Linked DNA regions of Mus musculus: region 1 is linked to region 2. A link is a contact called in public promoter capture Hi-C data. All regions are on one chromosome and are shown on one strand. The core of a region is the stretch at or near the end of the contact, and the rest is flanking DNA. Distances in the headings are between cores, read along the strand shown. Region 1 has its middle 5.9 kb from the start of Sema4b. Region 2 holds the start of Mesp1 (mesoderm posterior 1).

Region 1 (4,893 bases), core at 1,279-3,778, 400 kb before region 2:
TGTGTGAGAGAGAGAGAGAGAGACAGACAGACAGACAGAGACAGAGAGAGAGGAGGAGGGAAAGGAACAAGAGGAAGAAGAGGGGAAGGAAAAAGGAGGAGGAGGAGGAGGAGGAAGAGAAAAAGGCAACCATGGCAAAACACATTTGTAATCCAGAGGCCTGCAGATCCCTGCTAGCCAGCCTAACTTACTCGGCAAGTTCCAGACCAGTGAAAGACTGTCTCAAAAAAAGAAAAAAAAAAAAAAAGTGGATGGCTCGGAGGAGTTACATACAAAGTTGTTTTCTGGCCTCCATACACACATACAAATACACACACATGCCTGTGAATACATGCATAAGATCTACGTACACACACATATCCATGCATATCCATACACATGCACACACAAGCTTTGTCAAAAATCAATTTTTGCTAACTACAACATTTCCTTCATCCGCTCTGCACCCTAGTTTAGAGCAGTGCCTGATCTATGGCTTACCTGCTCAATTAGCATTTATTCAGAGCCTGAATCTGGGGATCAGTAGCTCCTAACGTGGCAGTGGCAGGAGATTGGTCTGCTCTTGTGTCTTGGCAACAAAGGGCTTGTCTGACGGCTGTGCTCATCCCTCAGGAGAGGAGGCAGGGGCTGATGCAGCCTCTCATGGTTCTTAATTATATCCTGCTCATGTGCTTTGAAAGTATATCTTATGCCAACTGGGCAGCAAGCCCCTTAGAGAGAAGAGCGCCGGGTCTTCTGTCTTCTGACCCCCTCCCCCATGCCTAGCAAGGCACCCAGTAAGAACCACACAGCACTATCTACGTAAAGGTCCCGACTTGGCCTGGGGACACACTCTCCAATTCCTGTGCATGGCAGCCTTGCTCCTGTCGGGCTCCACTGTCTTCTGTACGTGTGCTAATGTGGTTTCCTCATGTGCTCTCTCAGACTGGAAAGAACAGAAGGGTGACTGACAAAGAACTGCCTTTGAATTGACTTCCTTTAGGCAAAAGAGTGGTCCCAAGCCAACGATGTGTCTCCTGTTCCCCTCTGCCACGCTTGGATGTAGGCAAGTGTTTTTCTGCCAGATGTCAGTGTTTACAAAGAACTGGGGGGCGGAGGGGGGTAGCTTGGAAAGAGTACCAAAAAACAGAACAAGAAAAAAGTACTACTCTCTCCATGCCCAGCCTACAAGACAAAGTCATCCATAAATTGCTAAGTCAATTGCTAAGTCCGCCCTCTGTCCACCTGCACTCATAGGCCTTCTTCCTTCCTCCCATCCTGTCTGTCTGTCTGTCTATGCCTCCCCCCACAATCTACACACACACAAACACACACACACTTTTTTCACTAGTGCAGGATGAGAAATATAATGTTCATAAGAATATATTATAAAGAAGCCCAGATAAGTTTGGAAGTGGTGGCGCACACCTTTAATGCCAGCACTTGGGAGGCAGAGGCAGGTGGATTTCTGAGTTGGAGTCCAGTCTGGTCTACAGAGAGAGATCCAAGACAGCCAGAGCTACACAGAGAAACCCTGTCTGGAAAAACCAAGAGGAGAAGGAGGAGGAGGAGGTGTAGCATCAGGCACCCAGACAAACTTGCTGTGTGGTGAGAGATGTCAGAGTCCAGTGGGCACATGCCTCCTAGGCAAATATAGAAACTTTAGAGATGACAGATTCTATATCTTGATGTAGTGTTGGATTTTCAAGTGTTTGCAAATGTACTGAGCTTTTTTTTTAAGATTTATTTATTTATTTATTTATATGTGTGTACACTGTAGCTATCTTCAGACACTCCAGAAGAGGGCATCAGATTTTTGTTACAGATGGTTGTGACCCACCATGTGGTTGCTGGGATTTGAACTCAGGACCTTCGGAAGAGCAGTTGGCGCTCTTAACCGCTGAGCCATCTCACCAGGCCCCTGTACTGAGCTTTATGATCTTAAGATCTATGCATTTTGCTTTATTTAAGCTCTTTGGTTTTTGATAGTCTCACTTACATAGGCCAAGGTGGCCTAAAACTTGCTATATAACCCACACTGGCCTTGTACTCTAGATCTTCTGCCTCCGCCTTCTCAGTGCTGGGAATGTAGGGTGTGCCACTGTGTCCCGCTAGAAGCTTGTATTTTATACCTGTTAGCATGGGAGGTAAAAAACGAGGGAGTAGGGGAGCAGACCAGGACTGAAGAACCAAGTGGAAGAAACACACACTGACAGAACAGTAGTAGAAAGCCTCAAGAGAAGAAAGAGGAAATTATGGCAAGAAAGACTGAAACCAGAAAAAGAGCGAACACATCTGCCTGAGCCTCCCCTCTCGCTGCCTCACAGCCAGCCTATCACAGTCCACACTCGCCCCTCAGCCTCTGCCCAGGTGCACGCAGTAAGATGTCCTTGGGCATGCAGGAAACCTGCCAAAGGGCTCTTGCCAGGTCTGCCCCCTCTGACTCCCACCCAGGGGAGCTAGGCGCTGGACTCCCACAGTTACTCTGGAGTTGTAGCTTTGTTTGTGGCCATGCGGGGGAGGAGCCTCCTGCCAAGCCCAGTGGAGCTTGAACCCAAAGGTCCCGCCCACCCTTCCTTGGGCAACATTCAGGCTCCTCCCACCCCTTCCCCCACCACCGCGTACAGACTGGCAGGCTGCCTAGCAAGGTCTCTCAGATGTGAACTGGCTGTGGCCCAGCTGTCTAGGCCCTGGCCCCCTGCCACCATCCCCTCGTAGCCCCGAGCCCTCTTCTTATGCCAACCTGCAGCTGCGGTTCCCCACCCTGCCCCGGTTAGGCACGAGGCTATGTCTCCTCCCCAGGGGCCAGGCAGCAACTTGGGCTGCAGCAGCAGTACATTTACATGAGGAAGTCACAGCAGCAGACACAGTCCGTGTGTGCTTTTAAATCTTCCAATGATTGCCAGGCCTGAGAGCTGGGCACTTCCTTGGGAAAGGCAGCACCCTCTGCAGTAGAGGGCACCCATCCAGGGTCAGAATCAACACTGTCTTCAGCTCTCTCAGAAAGCTTTCCATGGGGTCTGACAACTGCCCCATTTCTTCCCAAACCAGCTTCTCCCTACAGGCCCTTTGCTGTGCTCCCCACTCCCTACCCAGAATATGTGCCCCGTAAAAAGGTAGAATTCAGTGGCGGAGCATACAATAGAGAAGAATGCATCACTACCCATTATATACGGGTCCTAAGTGGACCATAGTTAGCTGCTTCTCCTGTGATAGTAATACTATATATAGTCCTTTATGACATGGTTAGGGAACATGACAAGATAGCACCTATAAAGACAGCACACTGTGCAGAGTGAACGCCCCATGTCCCAGGCTGGTATAGACTCTCCATCTGAAAGGAACCCCATGGCCTTGACATCTTAGAAGCCCTTGGAGAAGCAAGCCCCTTCCTAGTCCTCCCTCAGGTTCAGCTGCCTCCTGCATACGTGGTGCTGAGGCTGCAACTCTCCTGAAGAGAAGGAACCAGCCCGCCCAGCCCAAGCCCTGGGCGTGCCTACTGTGGCAAGCAGCCCACCACACAGCGCCGCCCCCACTGGGCCTGTTAGGACCTGAGCTGGCCACTCCCTGGGAGGGGATCCCCCCACTCTACAGGGCTGTGGTGCAACCAGCAGGGCTCAGCCTGTCCCTGCCCAGACAGGGTGAAACATGAAATTGCCACTGTCACTCCTGTGCTCCCTACAGGAGTTCAGGAGGTGCTGTCTGTGACTATAGGCCTGCCCAGTCAGGGGGACAGGGGTGACCCCTGAAACTGACAGATCGCTCTCAGATAGCTGCAGCTACTCAGGCGGGAAGGCGGGATCCTAGGCCAGGTGGGGATGGGGTCAGAAGGTTAAGGACCTAGCAGAGGCTCAGCCTCCAGTCCAGCTTAGGAAACCATGTTCTCAACTCAAGATCTCAAGTCAAAGAGCCAGACACAGGCTCATGCTTGTGGTCCTTGAGGGGCTGAGGCAGGAGGATACCTGTAAATCCCAAGGCCAGCCTAGGTCACAGATTGAGTTCCAGGCCAGCCAGAACTACTTAGCAAGACCCTATCTCAAAAGAGTAAAGATTGAAAAATAAAAACCTCTCTTCCAATTTGCCATCAAATTCTTCCCTCTAGATCCACTTTACTCTGACCCCCAGACCTCTTATGAAGGCCAGCGCCATGCCTCAGTCCCCAGAAAACCAAGCTTCCTTCCCAGAGACTTGAGGCTCCTCAGTTCCCTCTTCCTTCCCACAGAAGAGGAGCTCTTTAGCTCCAAAGTTTCTGTCGTCTTAAATCATCCTGGCTGACACACCTCCCGCACACAGCGTTGGCTGCCATACTGAACCAAGAGAAGCAGGGACAAGCGAGCCTTGGGGGCGTGGTGGAGATGAAGATGAGTTGCTACTGGTCTCCCGAAACTCCAACATCAACCTGTTGTGCCAGGGTGGCCATACCATGGAAGCATGCTCACTTGCCATCCTAAAGAAGTGCTATCAGGTCACTCATAGGGAGATGTTATAAGCCTCGAGCTTGGCTGGGTCCCTCTGGCAAGACTAGAAAAATCCCAGGGATCCTATTGCCAGATAGAGCCCTGTGAATGTGGCATATCAGGATCTCTGGGGCTTGGACTCAGCGGGAGGATCCTGGAGCAGGCTATGTGTCGCTCGCTCCCCACGGCTCTCACAATCCTTGAGAGAGGAGATGGAGAGTTCCATCACGATGCTGTGAGCTTCCAGTTCCTCGCCTAGGTATATGACCTATGCCTTCCACCACCAAGTGGATCTCTGTGAGTTCGAGGCCAGCCTGAGGCCAGCCTGATCCACAACTTGAGTTCCAGATCCACCAGGGCTACACAGAGAAACCCTGTCTCAGGATGGAAAAACAATGAACCTTGCCTTCTTTCTTTTTCTTTTTCTCTTTCTTTCTTTCTCTTCTTTTCTTTTCTT
Region 2 (4,957 bases), core at 1,290-3,789:
GGTAGTGGGCAGAGATGCCCAGAGAATCAGGTACCAATCCATTGAGTCTCCACCACCAGAAACCATCACCCATCTGGAAGACATTGGGGTGCAAACATTCAGGGCACTGGGAGATCTGAGTGCCCTCCTCCAGAGGAAGAAAGAGGTTCAGATGTAATACCAGACACCAGGAACCTGGTGGCCTAGCTGGAGAAGAGACAGCAGGTGTGATGTCCGCACTAGGTCAAGGGTATGAAGCAATGCCCAAGGAGTTCTCCCATCCTTCGTCTGCTGTACGCCAAGCGAGTGCTCCATCAGCCCTATTATTATTTTGAGACGGGGAGTCACTAAGTTATCCATGCTGGCCTTGAACTTACTCGGTAGCCCAGGACGTTGTGGCTCTCCTGCCTCAGCTCCTCAAACAGCTGATCCCAGATCTGTTCTGTCAGGCTCAAGGGTTTGTTTTTGAGATGTGCCTGAAACTCACTCTGCAGTTGAGAATATTTTTTCAATTTTCTGTGTGTACTAGGGCTTTGCCTCCATATATGTTTGTGCTCTGTATGCTTGTGTAGTACATAGAGGCCAGAAGAGTACAATCCCTAGAAATGTCGTTATAGACAGCTATGAGCCACCGTGTGGATGCTGGGAATCAGTCAAACCTGGGTCTCGAGGAAGAGCGGCCAGTACTTCCTTCGTTTGTTTGTTTGTTTTGTTATTGTTGTTTGTTTGTTTGTTTTCAAGACAGGGTTTCTCTGTATAGCCCTGGTTGTCCTGAAACTCACCTCTAGACTAGGCTGGCCTCAAACTCATAGATCTGCCTGCCTCTGCCTCCCCAGTGCTGGGATCAAAGGTGTGCTCCAACATACCTAGCTGAGTAGCCAGTGTTCTTAACTACTGAGCCATAACTCTAGGCCAGAGGTGATCTTGAACTTGAACTTCTGGTCCTCCTATCTTCATCTCTCCAGTGCTGGGGTTACAAGCCAGTGCTACACGTGGTTATGCAGTGTTGGAATAAGACCTAGGGCTTCCGGCAGGCTAGGCAAGCACTCTACCGACTGAACCACACCACCAGCCCTCTAATAGGTGAGACAGTCCAGTAGCATAGGATGGCTTCAAATTCACTTTGCAGCCAAGACTGGCCCAAACTCCTCTTGCCTTCATTTTCCAAATGTTGGAATTACAGGCATGTGCGTGTATGCCCAACTTCTGGAGACTTTATTAATAAGCATGTCACATATAAGTGGGGACAGGTTTGCTTTAATCTCTCAATTTGTATTTATTTCTCTTTATTTTTCCAACCTAGTCCCTTCATTCAGTACAACACTGAACAGGTATGGTAAGAGCAGGCATCCTCAACAGCCAGGCTCACAACTGCAGTAAGCTGAGGCAGCAGGATCAGGAGCTAAAGGCCAGCTGGGTTAGAGTAAGTTTGAGGCTAGCCTGGGCTACATGAGACCATGTTTCAAGATGTGGGAGGAAGAACACTGGAGAGACGGCTCAGCAGTTAAGAAGAGCACATGTTGCTCTTGAAGAACCCAAGGTTCTGTTCCCAGAAGCCACCTCAGGCAGCTTACAATTGCCTGCAAGGCCCGATCCTAAGGAACGTGACACCTCTGGCCTGTGTGGGGGCACCAGCACACACACACACACACACACACACACACACACACACACACACACATCTTTAAAAAATAAAAGGCAGCCTATGAACCTAACAGGTAGCATCCTATGAAATAGATTATAAAACTGCCATTGGGACAGATGAAGGTTTCTGCTTTTCAGGGTTTTTGGGTTTTGTTTTGTTTTGTTTTGTTTTTTCCAACACAGGATCTTATGTAGCCCATGTTAACCTGGGCCATATACAGCTAGGCCTGGCCTTGAACTCCTGACCCTCCTGCCTTCACCTCCCAAGTGTGCCACCAGCTCAAGGAGTTGAGTTTTGTCAAAGGACTTTTTACTCACTGTAGCTGACCAAAGCAGCAGAGCTCCAGTCATGGGAGGGCTGGGAAGGGGACCAAGCTCCCCATCTTGCCAAGACTAGAAGTGACTTGTAGTGTGGGGAGGCAGGCTCACCTCTCCCCCTGCCCGGACACCCCAGCAACCTCACAGGTCGGTCGGGATGGTTTCTTCAATGTGCCTCCCATAGCCTGGACATCAGGGAGGACTACAGGCCACATCCAAGCCTCTGGGAAGGACTGAACTAGAGTTCTCTCCGTGTCTAGAGGTCCCTAGTCCACAGTTGGCCAATGCAATCCCGAAGTCTCTTGTTATACAATTTGTAAATTAAAGTGATGGAAAAAAATGGCGTAGGGTCCCTAATAAATGAAGGTGTACCCTAAGCCTAGGAGCTAGACTTCAGTTCTCTGAGCATGGTTCTTTCAACTGGCAGTCCTGGCCATAGGTGCCTGACTTACTGAGGCCCCAAATATGGTCCAGGTGGAGCAGACTGGACTAAGGGGTCCTGCACCTCAGAGCCCCTGCTATGGTTCAAAGGGTTCAGGCCCTGCCCCCCTCCTGGCTCGAGCCGGCTTTGATATGCTGATGAATTCTGGAAGGGGCCCGCTTCACACCTAGGGCTCAGGATAAAGCTACAGCGGACCCAATGGTCAGGCCTCCGCTGCCATGGCCCAGCCCCTGTGCGAGCCGCGCTCCGAGTCCTGGATCCTGAGTCCCGCTGGTCGGCAGCCACCGATGCCTTCCGATGGGAACAGCGTCTGCTCCCCAGCCTGGTCCTCGGACCCGTGGGACGGTGCCCAGGCCAGCAGCCCTGCACCACCCTGCGCCCGCCCGGCCCGGCGTGCTGGGACCCCGGGTAGGCGCGGGACGCACGGTAGCCGCCTGGGTAGCGGACAGCGGCAGAGCGCCAGCGAGCGGGAGAAGCTACGTATGCGCACACTCGCCCGCGCGCTGCACGAGCTGCGCCGCTTCTTGCCGCCATCCGTGGCACCAACCGGCCAGAACCTGACCAAGATCGAGACGCTGCGCCTGGCCATCCGCTACATTGGCCACCTGTCGGCTGTGCTGGGACTCAGCGAGGACAACCTCCGGCGACAGCGGCACGCGGTGTCACCTCGAGGCTGCCCGCTGTGCCCCGACAGCGACCTGGCGCAGTCGCAGTCGCTCGGTCCCCGTTTAAGCCCGGCCGTCTGCAGCGGGGTGTCGTGGGGATCCCCGCCTGCCTACCCTAGACCCCGAGTCGCCGCAGAATCGTGGGACCCATCGTTCCTGTACGCAGAAACAGCATCCCAGGAAAGGCAGGAAATGGAGCCCAGTCCCTCATCTCCGGTTAGTAACCCCTTCCCCCACACTGTCGAGGTGGCGCCCCCTACTGTTGGTGCGCGACGCACAGCCCCACGTCGCGGACCAGCCTCTCTGCTGCACTCAGGATCTCCCTTGGGCGCATCCCCGTGTGCCCTGGGTGTCCGAACAGGGTGGGAGTTGGACAGGCAGGGATTAAGGACGCTTTGCTTGCTCGCTTAACCTTGAGCGTGGAGCGGATGAGCGCGGACCTGACCCTGGGGCAGGTGTTGATTGTGGCGCTGTTCACTCTTCCTGCAGCTCTTCAGCAGCGACATGCTGGCTCTTCTAGAAACCTGGACGCCGCCGCAGGAGTGGCCGCCTGCCTGAAGAGTGGAGGGGACAATGCAACGGATGATTGTCACCCTGTCTGAGCACAGACACTTTTCCTTTGGTCTTGGCACCTTCGGAGGGAGTAGATCCTGGAAGAGGCGGCAGTGATACCAACATGGGCATCCCGGGGTGGGAGCTGGCCCTCATCCAGACTGTACCATTCCAACCCTCCTTGGAAGGAGGCGCCCAATAGGGTACACGCTCTAAAGATGAAGCAGGCACAAGCTTTGCCTGGTGTGTATTTATTTATTTGTGAATAAACCGATTGTGCTAGTGTCATTTGGAGGGTTTATTTTTCTTTCTTCCTTATTTGGGGGTGTGTGGGAGGGGGAACCTCACACTGTACGGCCCAGGCTGGCCCAAACTCATGGTGGCACGAGCCCCCATTGCCCCATGCTCCCATACCCTGCTGGAAGTTCTGCTATGTGTCAGGGAAAGCTGACATGGGATTGTGGAGGAGGAGTCTTGTAATCTCCAGCCTGGAAACACAAAGGCCTTCTACCCTCCTTCCTGGTCAACATCTATGCTGCATGGGTCAGTCTGAAAGGGTGGGGTAGGGTGAAACGGAGTGGGGAGCTTCCTGAGAGAAGGTGACAGGAAGTAGTTCCTCTTTTTTAAATGTAGGGAGGGACTGGATAAAACCAGAAAACACAACTCCTTTAGTGTTTTTGTACCTTGGTTACCTTTGCATATATTTCACAGACACATAAAGGACAAGACTCTGAGCCATGTAAGGCTTGGGCATTGCCATGCTCAGCGGTGGGAGGGAGCAGAACGGCGTGTCTGCTCTTCTGGGCAGCTGAGCCACATCTGGGACACCGTCCCCACACCAGGGCACCATCTCCCTGGCTAGAGCTTCCCATCTTCATGTGGCTTGGAGGCCTGGCTAGGATTCGATGAGGGACCTGTTGATCGCTAACCTGTGCTGCTATAGTTCAGGTCAGGAATGTGCAGCCGAGAAGAGAGGCTCCTGGAGCCCAGAAAGAGGCTGGCATCAGCAGAGCAGGAGGTCCAGAGAACCGTCCAGTAAGGGCCCTGACTCATGGCAGTCTCTGCCAAGGGTGCAGGGGCAACTCTCTCTCCCCCTCAACTCTCAGAAGCTCAGGCCTTGGTATTCGTTTATTTCTTTTAATATGCATTTTGTTGATGTTGTTTTGAGATAGAGTCTCATTCCACCAAGGGTCGTCTCAGGGGATGCCGGGTGACACACGTGTGCCACTATGTTCTCGTGCTTCTCTAGAAAGCTCACCTCAATGACTTGGCATATCCATAAAGCTTTACAGTTATCACCACTAATTTTAGAGTAATTTTTATCACCTCCAAAAAGAAGCTACTGGCCAGATGTAGT

The links. Promoter capture Hi-C pulls out the DNA fragments that hold promoters and counts their contacts.
Region 1: a promoter capture Hi-C map of hippocampal neurons shows a contact between it and region 2, with 3 times the contacts expected there. The contact joins the enhancer-like site here to the promoter of Mesp1 in region 2. A contact is called at or near these places in 4 of 39 promoter capture datasets (the 3T3-L1 cell line, hippocampal neurons, liver and 1 more).

Annotation. Positions count from the first base shown.
Region 1 is chr7:80,190,271-80,195,163 of GRCm38.p6, reverse strand. It overlaps a transcript of Sema4b not described here. Among named protein-coding and RNA genes, the nearest start is that of Sema4b, 5.9 kb to the left of the region's middle. Within about 2 kb of position 2,528, at least 356 of the 459 cell types and tissues checked have an H3K27ac peak or open chromatin away from gene starts, as enhancers often do. A contact at or near this core is called in hippocampal neurons, liver and pre-B cells, where this site is marked.
Region 2 is chr7:79,791,172-79,796,128 of GRCm38.p6, reverse strand. It overlaps Mesp1 (mesoderm posterior 1), which reads left to right and starts at 2,539. Exons shown (of 2, transcript NM_008588.2): 1 at 2,539-3,264; 2 at 3,538-3,888. The coding sequence starts at 2,602. The coding sequence ends at 3,606.